Regions from separate parts of the Mus musculus genome. Here regions 2 and 3 are each linked to region 1. Evidence: chromatin contacts called from public HiChIP or PLAC-seq and promoter capture Hi-C data. All regions are on one chromosome and are shown on one strand. The core of a region is the stretch at or near the end of the contact, and the rest is flanking DNA. Distances in the headings are between cores, read along the strand shown.

Evidence for each region. Promoter capture Hi-C pulls out the DNA fragments that hold promoters and counts their contacts. HiChIP or PLAC-seq counts read pairs in DNA pulled down with a chosen protein or histone mark.
Region 2: a promoter capture Hi-C map of hippocampal neurons shows a contact between it and region 1, with 4 times the contacts expected there. The contact joins the enhancer-like site here to the promoter of Col25a1 in region 1. A contact is called at or near these places in 6 of 39 promoter capture datasets (embryonic stem cells, hippocampal neurons, liver and 3 more), 3 of 484 Hi-C or Micro-C datasets (myocytes, trophoblast stem cells and uterus) and 3 of 9 other capture datasets (adipose tissue, embryonic stem cells and pancreatic islet).
Region 3: a contact with region 1 is called in an H3K4me3 HiChIP or PLAC-seq map of embryonic limb bud, with 3 times the contacts expected there. The contact joins the enhancer-like site here to the promoter of Col25a1 in region 1. A contact is called at or near these places in 4 of 39 promoter capture datasets (the 3T3-L1 cell line, cranial neural crest, liver and 1 more), 1 of 484 Hi-C or Micro-C datasets (liver), 7 of 115 datasets of contacts at active chromatin or transcription factors (SST interneurons, craniofacial prominence, embryonic forebrain and 4 more) and 3 of 9 other capture datasets (adipose tissue, embryonic stem cells and liver).

Annotation. Positions count from the first base shown.
Region 1 is chr3:130,179,080-130,182,984 of GRCm38.p6, forward strand. It overlaps Col25a1 (collagen, type XXV, alpha 1), which reads left to right and starts at 1,766. Exons shown (of 38, transcript NM_029838.4): 1 at 1,766-2,701; 2 at 3,686-3,755. The coding sequence starts at 2,405.
Region 2 is chr3:130,354,216-130,358,036 of GRCm38.p6, forward strand. All of the region lies in intron 2 of Col25a1 (collagen, type XXV, alpha 1), which reads left to right. Among named protein-coding and RNA genes, the nearest start is that of Gm22682, 150 kb to the left of the region's middle. Within about 2 kb of position 2,561, at least 7 of the 459 cell types and tissues checked have an H3K27ac peak or open chromatin away from gene starts, as enhancers often do. A contact at or near this core is called in hippocampal neurons, where this site is marked.
Region 3 is chr3:130,428,599-130,432,489 of GRCm38.p6, forward strand. The region is part of intron 5 of Col25a1 (collagen, type XXV, alpha 1); the gene reads left to right. Among named protein-coding and RNA genes, the nearest start is that of Etnppl, 190 kb to the right of the region's middle. Within about 2 kb of position 1,578, at least 3 of the 459 cell types and tissues checked have an H3K27ac peak or open chromatin away from gene starts, as enhancers often do. A contact at or near this core is called in embryonic limb bud, where this site is marked.

The DNA.
Region 1 (3,905 bases), core at 516-3,015:
ATATTGAGAAGGCAAATGGAACTGAGCAGAAGTTTGGAGGAACAATGCAGGCTAAGTTGTAACTGCTAGTGAGAGATGAATGTCGAATGGTGAGCTGTATCATTCTGGGGCTCCGGAGGTTTGGGTTTGGTATATGCATTCATTGCTCAACAGCTAAAAGATGGTAATTAGGAATTCCACAGAGGAGAGTATCGATGGCATAGAGCAGAGGCTCAAAGAGAGAACATTGAGAGGACTGGCAAAGAAAAAGTTTGCAACCCATGTACAACATTACCACCACCACCGCGGCCCACTAAACACCCACACTAAGCAACGGAGGTTAATTGGAATGTGGAAAGAACTAACATATTAAACTTTTTGGCTGGAGCTAGAGTTCAGGGTTAGGGAGCTTACTTACCTGGAACACACACACACACACACACACACACACACACACACACATCCTTCTTGAGTCCATTTAGTGTTTCTCATATGTCTATGTATTTAGAGATGACAGTCTGGAGTTGGTTCCGGAAGGAAACAGTCTCCTCCAGCAGCCATTGATTGTTAGTAGCTCTTATTCTAGGCACCGGGTCTCATGCAAGGTCCCCGATCCACGTTGGCATGTGAGCATAGTTGTTATTCAGGTCTTGAGGTCTTGTTTTATGCAACCACTTGTTGAGATTCATAAGTGCAGGCTTCCTGCTATGTCTATCCTAAGTCCCCCTTGGCACTGTAGTTTACACACGAGAAGCAACTGCTCCGGGTTAGGTATTTTGTTCATTGATTATAGTAGTAACTGGTTGTGGTAATCGGTTAGGGAGGGAAAGAAACGTACGTGACATTTCTTAAGATGAAAAGGCAAAAAGGAAGGTCTTTTGGAAGGAGAGTTAGGGTTGTGTTTTCTTCTCTAAAATCAATTGGATGCAAAATGCTACTTGTTATCAATTTAGAAAAAAAAAAAAAATCCCAGTAGAGACTTAGTAATTTGATCCAGAGGGAAGAGGCAAGCTGAGAGTCAAGGAAGAGGAAAAACTGACTTCATTCTTCAGCTCTTTCCTAAATCCTGAGAAATGTGTATGCCTCAAACACTCACAAAACAGCGAATCAGGAAAACACATTAGCACCCTAGTACAGAGAAAGAGCCCAGAGCTGGGGGGGGGGGGGGGGGCAGCATCAAGACAAGAGGAAACGGGGGAGGGGCGAGAAAACTTCCCCAGTCATCTGCAGCAAGGCGTGGGAAGGAAGGGAAGTGGGGAAGGTACCCTGCAGACGTCAGCCAGACACTTTGCCTCTGGGCATGTGGGAACGAACTGAGGGAGGAGGGAAAACGTCGCGCAAGGGCTAGATGGAGGAGCTCCTGTGGCTGCCTTTGAGCGAGGATCTGGAGAGCTGGAGCCTTCTGCTTCCGTTCTTTCCTTCAGGAGGCCATTTCTCCATTTTTTAACCCAAATAGGGGGCGCTGGGCTAAGCCAGTATAAGCCACTCTGCACAGCAGACCTCAATTCGGCCCCTGGCTAGGGCCGGAGAGATGGCCTTAGGGGGACGCTGAAGTTACTCGGTGGTGGGAGGGGGAAGGGTCTCCAAGCTCCTCTCCAATCACAGTGGTTGCTGTAGCTATTTGCATATATTATGCTAATAGAGACCTCGGGCTCCGCTCCCACCCGCGCTCCCGCCCCTTCGTGGGTCCAGGCGGGCTGGGCGAAGGTGAATATATTATGCTAATAAGGAGGCTCCTGCGGGAGGGGGCGGTCCGCGCTTCAGGCGCGCGCGCACTGTCTCACACAAGAGCATCCCGGGGTATTTAAGGCTCGCACACGCGGGTCTGCGGAGATACTTTTGGGGCCTCGCAGCTTACGATCGCTGCTTGGGTCACTCGGTCCTCTTTTTCTCTATTCCTCTACCACCCACGGGGGCTGCGCTCTCGCCGGGTCTCTGTATTTCCTTTTCTTTTTGGCCTTGAACTGATCCAGGTGGGAGACAGGTCGGCGGGTGGAAAAAGGTAGAGATAGGCAGGCAGACTCAACAGGTCGGAGCAGAGAGAGGGGCTCTCGGACCCTGCGCCTCCGCGCGGGGGACCCCTAAGGAGGTGTCGGATTGGGGGGGTCAAGAGAGCTGCCCTAGTGGGTTTCATTTCAGCTGTGACCCCAACAACACCCCCGGCGCCACACAGTCCCCGGCCGGAGGGTGCTTTTCACTCCTAGCTGGAAGGGGAGAAAGAATCTGGAGGACGGTCGGTCCACGCCTGCTGATCCGGACGCCGAGCCACGCGCAGGTCCATCTCTAAGCCCGGGCTCCGACTCTACCAACTAGTTGTGCAGCCGCAGGGACTGAACTTTGGAGGAACCGACCCTTCCTCTCATTCTAAGATTACTGGAGGAGATAGAAGGTGGAAGGCGTAGCGGAGGCCAGCGACCCCGCCACAATGTTGGTGAAGAAGCTTGCAGGGAAAGGAGGGGGACGAGAGTCTGGATCAGAAGATCCGCGCCCCTTGGGACAGCGTTGTGCCGGCACCATGCCCTCGTGCACGGCCCTGGCGACCCTCTTGTCAGTGGTTGCTGTGGCTTTCTGTTTTTATCTTGGGGTGAAAACCAACGACCTCCAGGCGAGGATTGCTGCTCTTGAATCTGCTAAAGGGACCCCTTCCTTCCATCCGCTGTCTGACACCGTGGATGAGCTGAAGGCAATGGTTCAGGAGAAAGTGGAGCGTCTCTTGGCTCAGGTGTGGAAGGCTGGGTATTTTGCACGTGAATACTGTTTTGCACAGGTGTGAGCCCTGTGTGCAGGGATAGTTTCGACCCTTAGCTGTCTGCATAGTTGACTTGACTGTATATGCCAAGTATGGAGTTAAGTACCTTGGGTATTGCTTAGTATCAAGTCTGTAGCAGATATCTTCCCTGGGTATTCCATAGTGCTTGCATGCTTAGACATATATGGGGGGTCTGGATAACGGGAGTGTGTGGAGGGGCATTTTATTTCTTTGTAGCTTTCTGGAGTCTCTTGGGAGCTCTCACTTCAACGGAGACCAATTTTTGTTGATATAAGATCTCATATCTCCTTCCCAGGGAAAGGTTAGGGAAACAGGTGTTATTAATATACAAAAGGTAATCACTTTCAAGTGAAACGATCCTATAGAGCTTGAGAATCATAAATTCCACCCTTCGAATCTTTTTTTCATGTTCAAACACTTTGAAAAAGTTTTATAGTTGGTTAAGGATGCAGTGCAGGTAATAATTGGAAGGTAGAGCTGTTGAAGCTGAGAGTTATCTTCAAGGTTGGTTTCAAATCAGGGCCATTTATTTATTTATTTATTTAAAATTTACTTCCAATGGAGAGGCTGTGTAGAGTTCACATTCACTTATGCACTCTTGACCAGCGTCTTTGGACCTATATCACTGCCTGGCTTTTGCACTGCCTGCCTATGCTTGGGCTAAAGGAAAGTGGGGGTGGGGGGGTGGGGTGGTAATTGAGGACTAGAGAAAGATGTTAGCCAAACCCTGCAATCCTGCTACCATGTCAGTGGTCATTGTCTTATTTTAGGACTTGGATTCTGTTACTTTTTGACAAGAGTCCAAGTACATATGTAAATATTCCTTATGCAAGCTATCAGATGCTGGCGAAGCAGGCATGTGGCCAGAGAGCCCCTGAGAGTCTAGTTCTCCTCAGTGCTACTGATACTGTGTCAACCCCTCTGCTTTCCCTACAGAAATCCTACGAACATATGGCTAAAATAAGAACGGCCAGGGAGGCACCTTTAGAGTGCAACTGCCCAGCAGGTAAAACGGCCCTCATTTAACAACGTTTCCTTCACAGCAGAACTCTGGAAAAAAAGAAAAAAGAAAAAAAAGGGGGGGGGTGTCTTGTGCTGTCAAGTCTACCTGTAATAATAGTGAAGAAAGACTGCAGGCCCAACCTGCTTTAATAAA
Region 2 (3,821 bases), core at 1,311-3,810, 180 kb after region 1:
AAAAATTCTAAGAGTGAAGCATGAAACAGGATATAGCATTGATTTACTGTTGAGTTCACCAAGCCCCCCACAATAACAATGGGAACGCCAACAGAATAACACCCTATGGAACTTTGATATTTATTTTAAAAATATCTTTAGCGTTATATGGTTTAAATTCTATAAAAATTTCCCCATAAACCATATCTAAAGCCCAGATAGGAGAGAGATTATCTGGAACGTACTCTCCTAGGGGCTGATTTTTTTCCCCACTGTTCTTCCAACTTTATCATCATTACTAGACAAATTGGCATCTCTCCCTTCAGTTTTATGGATGTTGAGAGTCAAACATGGAACATATGTTTTAATTTACCAAGTAAGATTCCTTTTCTCTTTTGGTACCAGGATTTGGGGGTCGGATACTCAGCATCTTTTGGCTGGTATGCTAACGATGCATTATTCATAATGAAAGGTTCAAATTTGTTATGCTGCAACTGTTCAGCCCTTGACAAATGACTCTGATAGGTGACACCCATTTTTAAGTAAATAAAGAAAAGCAGGAAGTGAATTTCTTCTAAACAACAGAAAAAAAAAATCTGTGTAGCACTGGAGCTGCCTTGGCAAGTAGCCATTTCTCTTTTAGTTTAAGTCTAGAAAATGCATTGTGTTCCAACAAACTATTAACTTTTTTTAGGGAGAAAGCCCTCCAGGGGCTTTTCTAGTAGTGTCCACTCCCATTACTTCATTGGCTTCTTGGACTTGTTTCTCTGGATTTGATGAACTTTACAGTACACCCCACCTCATCCTTATAAAATACGCTCAATGCATCTTCAGGGTAAGTAATTCTTGTCTGCTGCCATTTATCCTTTTAACAAATGTTTATCGAACACTTTTATGTGATGGGCAGTGCTCTTGGTGCTAGCAGTGAACCATCAACATAGGCAGCTGGAGGGTGCACACAGAAGACTAAGCCAGTTTTGCCAAAACACCAGACACTCAAAGGAAATGGAGGGACGAGGTTGGAAGAGTGGTAGATATTGCAGAAACCCCAGAATGCTGGTAATGAAGTGCGTTTTGATCATTGCATTTTGATCTTTGGCCTTTTGGACAGTGAAAAATATGATTGTAGATGACCTTAAGGAAGATTTATTTATGAGCAATGCATTGCTGTACCGGAGGCGAGGAAGCTTGGAAACTCAGTTCACTTAGAATTCTAAGTTTCCTGGGTGAATAGAATTGAGTCTTAATTAAGATGGATTAAGTTTTCAGAGGAAAGGGTGGAAGCCACGTTTATAGCAGGATACTCAAGGGCAAAAGGGAGTGATCAGAGTTTACAGACTACAACCCAAAAGACTGGAAGTATATGGTGCATCTGAAGGTCTGATACATTGTATTTATTTGTGAAGATAATTGGAAATACAGAATGGCATCTTGTAGGCCACAAGACTAGTACTTAATTCTCTCTCTCTCTCTCCCTCTCTCTCTCTCTCTCTCTCTCTTTCTCTCTCTCTCTCATACACACACACACACACACACACACACACACACACACACACACACACACACATGAGGTGGGGGGAAGAAATAGACAAATAGAGATAGAGACAGAATGACAGACAGAGCTAGGCATCCATGGACTACAGTGCATGTGTAGAAGTTATAGGCCACCTTTGGAGAACAAGCTCTTGCCTGCCACCTTACCAGGGCAACACCCGTCTTGTTTGCTACTGTTCTGTATATTCCAGGACCTTGGCTCACGAGGTTTCAGATGACTTTCCTGTTTCCATTTCCCTTTCATCTCAGGAGTGCTGGGATATAGATGTGTATCTCTGTACCCATCTTTTAATGTGGGTTCTAAATCAGGCTGGCCAGCTTGCATGGCAAGGCTTGGCACTTTGGATGCAGAATTCAGGAAAAACAGATGATATTGAACTGCAGAATCGGTGAGAGTAGATAGGCAATGCTCCCTTCTCAAGCCCTTAGGGAACAAGGGACAAAGATGAGATCAGAGAGGCGTGGGTCGGGAACTAGGATTATCTGATACCGCAGAAGCCAGAGGACCCTTTTCTTTTCTCTCCATTTTGGTGCTGTCTGAGAACCTGTCAAGGAACATATCTGTGATTGTTTCACAAAATGTTTTAAAAGGAAGAATAACAACATGGTAGGAAGGAACCAACAGTAGCCTTGTTGAAGGCTGGGATTCAGCCCAGGCTCTCAAATTACTTGAATGTGGCTTCTTGAAACATTTTGCTATTTTGTCAAGTGCTATTATGAATTCTGAAAAGGGGAACTGAAAGGAGGGAAAAAATGCCATTGAATTTGGAAAGTTACTTGAGACTCTTGACAAAGATTGGAGAATGATGGGGGGTTGGGGGAAGCAGAATGCAGAAAAGAATAAGGCACATATAAAAGCATGCCGTTGGCTATTATCTGACAGGACTGAAGAACCCCAAACAGCGTGTCCCCGGAAAAAGCTACAAAATGAAATAACCTCCAAATCAACCAAGCAGCTCTCGAATGTGGGAAGCAGTTACGTAAAGTGTGAGGGATTGGTTTTGCATCCTGAGTGAGCCATGCTGGGCCCACAGCATGTTGTGGGATATGGGATAGATGGTGGGCGTAAGAACCCGGTGTGTGGTTCTTGTTATATCCCTGCTGGTATAATAACAGAGCGGAATGAAGTCTCAGAAAATCAAGGTACTGTAAAAATGGCACGGGCTCCCCTGTAGTGTCGAGGAGATTGAATGTGTGATGGGAAAATAAACATGTTTGGACCATCTGGGGCACGGGCGCTCATCCCGCTTTTGTGTAGCTCTTTGTGTTTCAGACTCTGCCTTCTTGAAAGCTAGCTTGTCACCCTCATAAGCATTTGAGTTTTCAAATCACAACTTTCTGAGAACATAGGTAACGCCATTGCATGAATGAAAAGCATACCCGAAATTTGTATTTGTCTTTGGATAAATTTTTTTTTCTTGCAACACACACTGGTTAATTTTTTTTTTTTTTAATTCAGTGTGAGGCATCAAAGAAAACATTGTGTCCCTTGCTCTCAGGAAGCTTCCAGTCCCATGGAGGAGACTATGCTGTTAGCAAAACTACGTGTGACTGGAGAGAACATGAATTTGGGGAGCTCTAAGCTCTCCTTGGCGATGGGGCTGGAAGAGGAAGCTCAGGAGAGTTTCTCTCACATAAGAGGAGGCTAGAAATATGGTGGATTAAAAATCTCTTACAAAGCATGTACTGTCTTTTTTCTTTGAATTGGTTTTCTATTGCATGAAAATATATATTTCTATATATATTTCTAATATATATATTAGAGGAAAACTGTGGAAGACGAACCATATGAAAAGCATGGAAGAAGGCACTACTCCCTTTTGTTTCCCTACTTTCTATCTTCGGTGAAGAATCTTTCAAAGCCGACTAGCTCTGCCATCTTATGTGCAGAGAAGTATTTTAGTGTCACAACAACTAGTTTTCTGTTACCTTGGTTACACCCAAGTATAAGTAAGAAGAAGCAATACAAATGTGCCCAGTACTAAGAACTATCCTGCTTTCCGTAGAACTCGCTCTTCACCATGGAGGTGTTTTAAACTTTGCAAAATCCCACTTTTTTTTTTTTTTCATTTAGGTGCAGCAACTAAACAGGCTAATGTGTCTCAGTAACTAGCACAGATGAGTGTTGTGGGGCTAACGTTAGGAATTTGTAGACTGGACATCATAGGCAGAACACTTCGGTTTGTTTCTCACAAGGCCCTGGGAGAGAAGACTGCGTCTTTGTTTGTGAGTAGTATGAAACTTTCATCACAGTCTCAGAATTTCGAAGGCGGCGTGCTTGCTTTGGA
Region 3 (3,891 bases), core at 328-2,827, 250 kb after region 1:
CTTCTTGCTACCTTTCCTTTTTCCTAAAATCGAATTTCCCGTCTCTGTGTGACTAATCTGTTCTTTAGGGGAGCTAATAGAAACAGTAAGGAAGAAGATAGAACATGAACAGGAGATGCTAGTGGACAAAGGCAATGTGTCTTCCCCTTAGCCTGAGGAAAGGGTAAATTTGTTCTCTTGAAGGTGGTGGAGGAGGTCCAGGGGGGTGGGATGGTCCCACTTGTAGCAGTGATGAGGAAGGAAAAAGGAGGGCTGGGCCCGGGAGGAGGCAAGCACACTGTAGGTGTGATGTCTTCCGTCCCGTCTCTGGAGAACAGGGTGATGAGAATAAAGAATCTAAATAGGAAGCTCTGGGAGTTGACACTCATGTGAAAAGCTCTGTGGTCATGTTGGCCTTCAGCCAGCCGGAGGGAGATTCTACTTACATTGGAAGTCAATCAAGAAGCAGAGCCAAGACCTAGAAGTCAGGCTCCCAGCCCACCTGACAGTTGGTTTTTTTTTCCAATATTTTAAAATTATTTTTAATTTTTGGGGGAGTCTTGTTTTTCATCCATTCTTCTGACAATCTACTTCATCCTTGGGTTGTGCTTAGTTGCAATTCATAAAGTCCATATCGCTTTATATGATATGACAAATGAAGAAAAAAAAAGTCAAGTGGCCTTCAAACAGGGCTTAAATCACTTGAACAAAAATGATGTTCAGGCGGAATATGAGGAAACATGCTGAAAATAGGAGGTTGTAAATTAAACCCAGGGCTTAGAGGAAAATGTACTATACGGGATCCAGATTTAACTGCACACAAGCACATATGCATGCACCGCACACACAGAGATGGGCTGGGGAGGGAGGAGAGGAAGAGGAAGAGGAAGAGGAAGAGGAAGAGGAAGAGGAAGAGGAAGAGGAAGAGGAAGAGGAAGAGGAAGAGGAAGAGAAGAGAAGAGAAGAGAAGAGAAGAGAAGAGAAGAGAAGAGAGGGAGGCAGTAGAGCAACAGCAATGGATGTCTGAAGAGAGCAATGGGAGCTGGGCTAATGAGTAAGGTGCAGTGATGTATATGTATGTATGTGAAATGCTACATAAGGAAACCCAGTATGCTAACTAAAAAGAAGAGACAGTGGTATGTGAATCCATGTGAGTCCTACTGAACACAGTGACAGTGTCACAGGAGAGCTTATGCAAGGAGTGAAGCAGTGGGAGCTACTATGGCGGCTGGTTCGAGACTATGCTTGCTTTCCACAAAATCAGTATTCAGAATTCCAAATCCTTCACCATGGGGTTCATTTTATTTGACCTTTTAGACCATAAGGCACAGGGGTAAGGGGGAGCCATATTCAAAGCCAGAGGCATTTGCACAGTCTTGAAGCATCGAGAGACACAGACCAATGTTGGGGGAGAAGGGAGATCTTGTGTTTGATTAGCAAGAACAGTTATGTCCATATAGGAAGTAAGAAATGCAAACCAGAGAAAACGACCCCCAAGTCCCACCGTCTCCCAAGCCCCTAACTCCACTGAGCTACACCAGTCTTACATTTGCAATGTTTGAGTTTTCCCAAATTTGCTTTTGAGTGTTAGAGGCCATTAACTGCTTCCTGACAGCAGCTGTTTATGATTTCAGACTGATCGTGGGCACACACGGTCTGCTGGTCAGGACCCAAACAGACACCATAAAAGACCTTGCCGTTACAGTCTCACCACAGAAAAATGCCCAGGAAATAATAGCTGTAAAAAATTAGTTTTCAACCAAGTGTAGGACTGGTTTTGATATTTTAAATTTTGGGGTATGTCCAACCTCCACCCCCTTCTGCTTGGTTTTAATCTTCAGTGCAAAATGAAAGGTGTAAAGTCTAAAGCTGTAAATCCACTTCTTGCCGTAATTCCCATCCCAGGCTCTGAGGAGTTGGTTGATACCATATAACCACAGTCCTGCTGCCAGGAAACTGGCTTTTCCGTTACTTCCGCCATGTTGCTGCTTTGAACCCCCAAGACTTTTATTGTATTTTCTCTCACGCATATATCCATTTCAGTTTGGCAGGACTTAATCGAGTACCTAATCTGTGCTCAGCTTGACGGAGAGGTTCTAAGGCCTAACATTCAGTTTCATTGCATTTATTAAAGGGATGGGGCTGCAGGTTTGGTTTGGTTTTGACTGGGAAGAGCCCTCAAAGGTAAATTATATTCAGTCTGCATCGTCTTCAAACGTTCCCTCCATCCACCCAGGAATGTTTCCCACGGTTCATTTTGCTTTCAGGAGTTCTGTATGTTTGGCTTCTTCATTTCTCAAGTATTTTAAAAACATAATATTAAAGTGGGTTATTAATAATCACCAGCATTGGAAGGCTATTCAGTTGTAAGCTGTTTTGTTTTAGACAAGGAGGGGCAAGATTTTCCCCCATTTAACAAATGAGAGAACCAGTTCAGCATGACTGATTAGCCTGCCCAGGATTATACACAGCCTCATTTTCAGTCTAGATCTGTGACTGCAGAGCTCAGGTCCCTGGCCACCAGGATACTTTTAGTTTACATTCTTCTTTTTAAAATTAACACCTCTGAAGTACTCTTGTATTTTCCTTTGACTTTTGCAGAAACCCTTAAAAATAGAAATTATAAATGAGTTTTATAAATTATAAATCACACATTTTACCTATGCTTTTAGGCAGCATAATTCTGTATCAGGAAAAATTAAGATTTATATATGACTAGATCAATGTATTTGTAAGGTTAACATTTATTTGTCTGTAAGTCAAAATAATTTTACTTTAAACTTCATGAAACAACTCAAGATATCCCCCAAATTATATACCTATGCCTGTGCCTGTGTCTGTGCCCGTGACTGTGCCTATGCCTATACCTATGCTAACGAAAGCTTTTGCATGAATTGAAGGTTGGCATATACATGGAAGAAAATAGGTTCTCATTTTTATTACAGAGAAATTGGTGCTAAGACAATTAAACATGTTACTCAGAAGCATATATATATATACACACACACATATATATGTATACACACATATATATTTAAACATGTTACTCAGAAGCATATATATGTATACACACACATACATACATATACACAGAAATATCACCATCTAATTATCTAGGGTTCCCATTTTTCAAAAGAGCACTAGATTCTCAAATGTCAATGTCATTTGCAATGTCATTTTTCTAAGGCCTCAGAGACAAGCTAAATATTGTGAGTGTGCAATTTGGTTATGTAGCTCCCTTCCTAAGAGGCCAATTAAATACACATGTGGGGAGACAGATGTCAACTATCAGTACAGTTGAAGCACCATCTTAATTCTACAAGAGAAAAACTGTTTCTCCTGTTTCCTTCCTGCCTGAAACCGGAAACCGTAAGCATCAATAACGTATTGTTGCAAGAACTCTGGAGCCCACAGAGAGAAGACTTAGAACAGTCATCCATGCCTCTGGGGCTGTGCTGTCTACATGAGAGAACCACTGATATAAAAGTCTGCCATCTTCTCCCTCAAAGGCTAGGGAAATGGGCATTTAAAATCTAGGAACCTGTATGTAGTCTTCACCTTAAGGAAAGGAATAGAAATGTAGTGAAGACATACTCTACCTAGAAGTTAACATTCAAGATGGGTGACATTTTAGTGGTGGCACTATAATGTGGTTATCGTGTGCTGAAGATCACAGAATCTGTACAGAGAGTATCACACCATGACCACTTCTATGAATTCCTGAGTGAACCTTTTTCTTAGTAATGATAATAGACTATCTCTCCTCTCCTCTCCTCTCCTCTCCTCTCCTCTCCTCTCCTCTCCTCTCCTCTCCTCTCCTCCCCTCCCCTCCCCTCCCCTCCCCTCCCCTCCCCTTCCCTCCCTCTCCTTCCCCACTTCCCTCTTCTCCCCTTCCCTTTTCTCTCTTCCCTC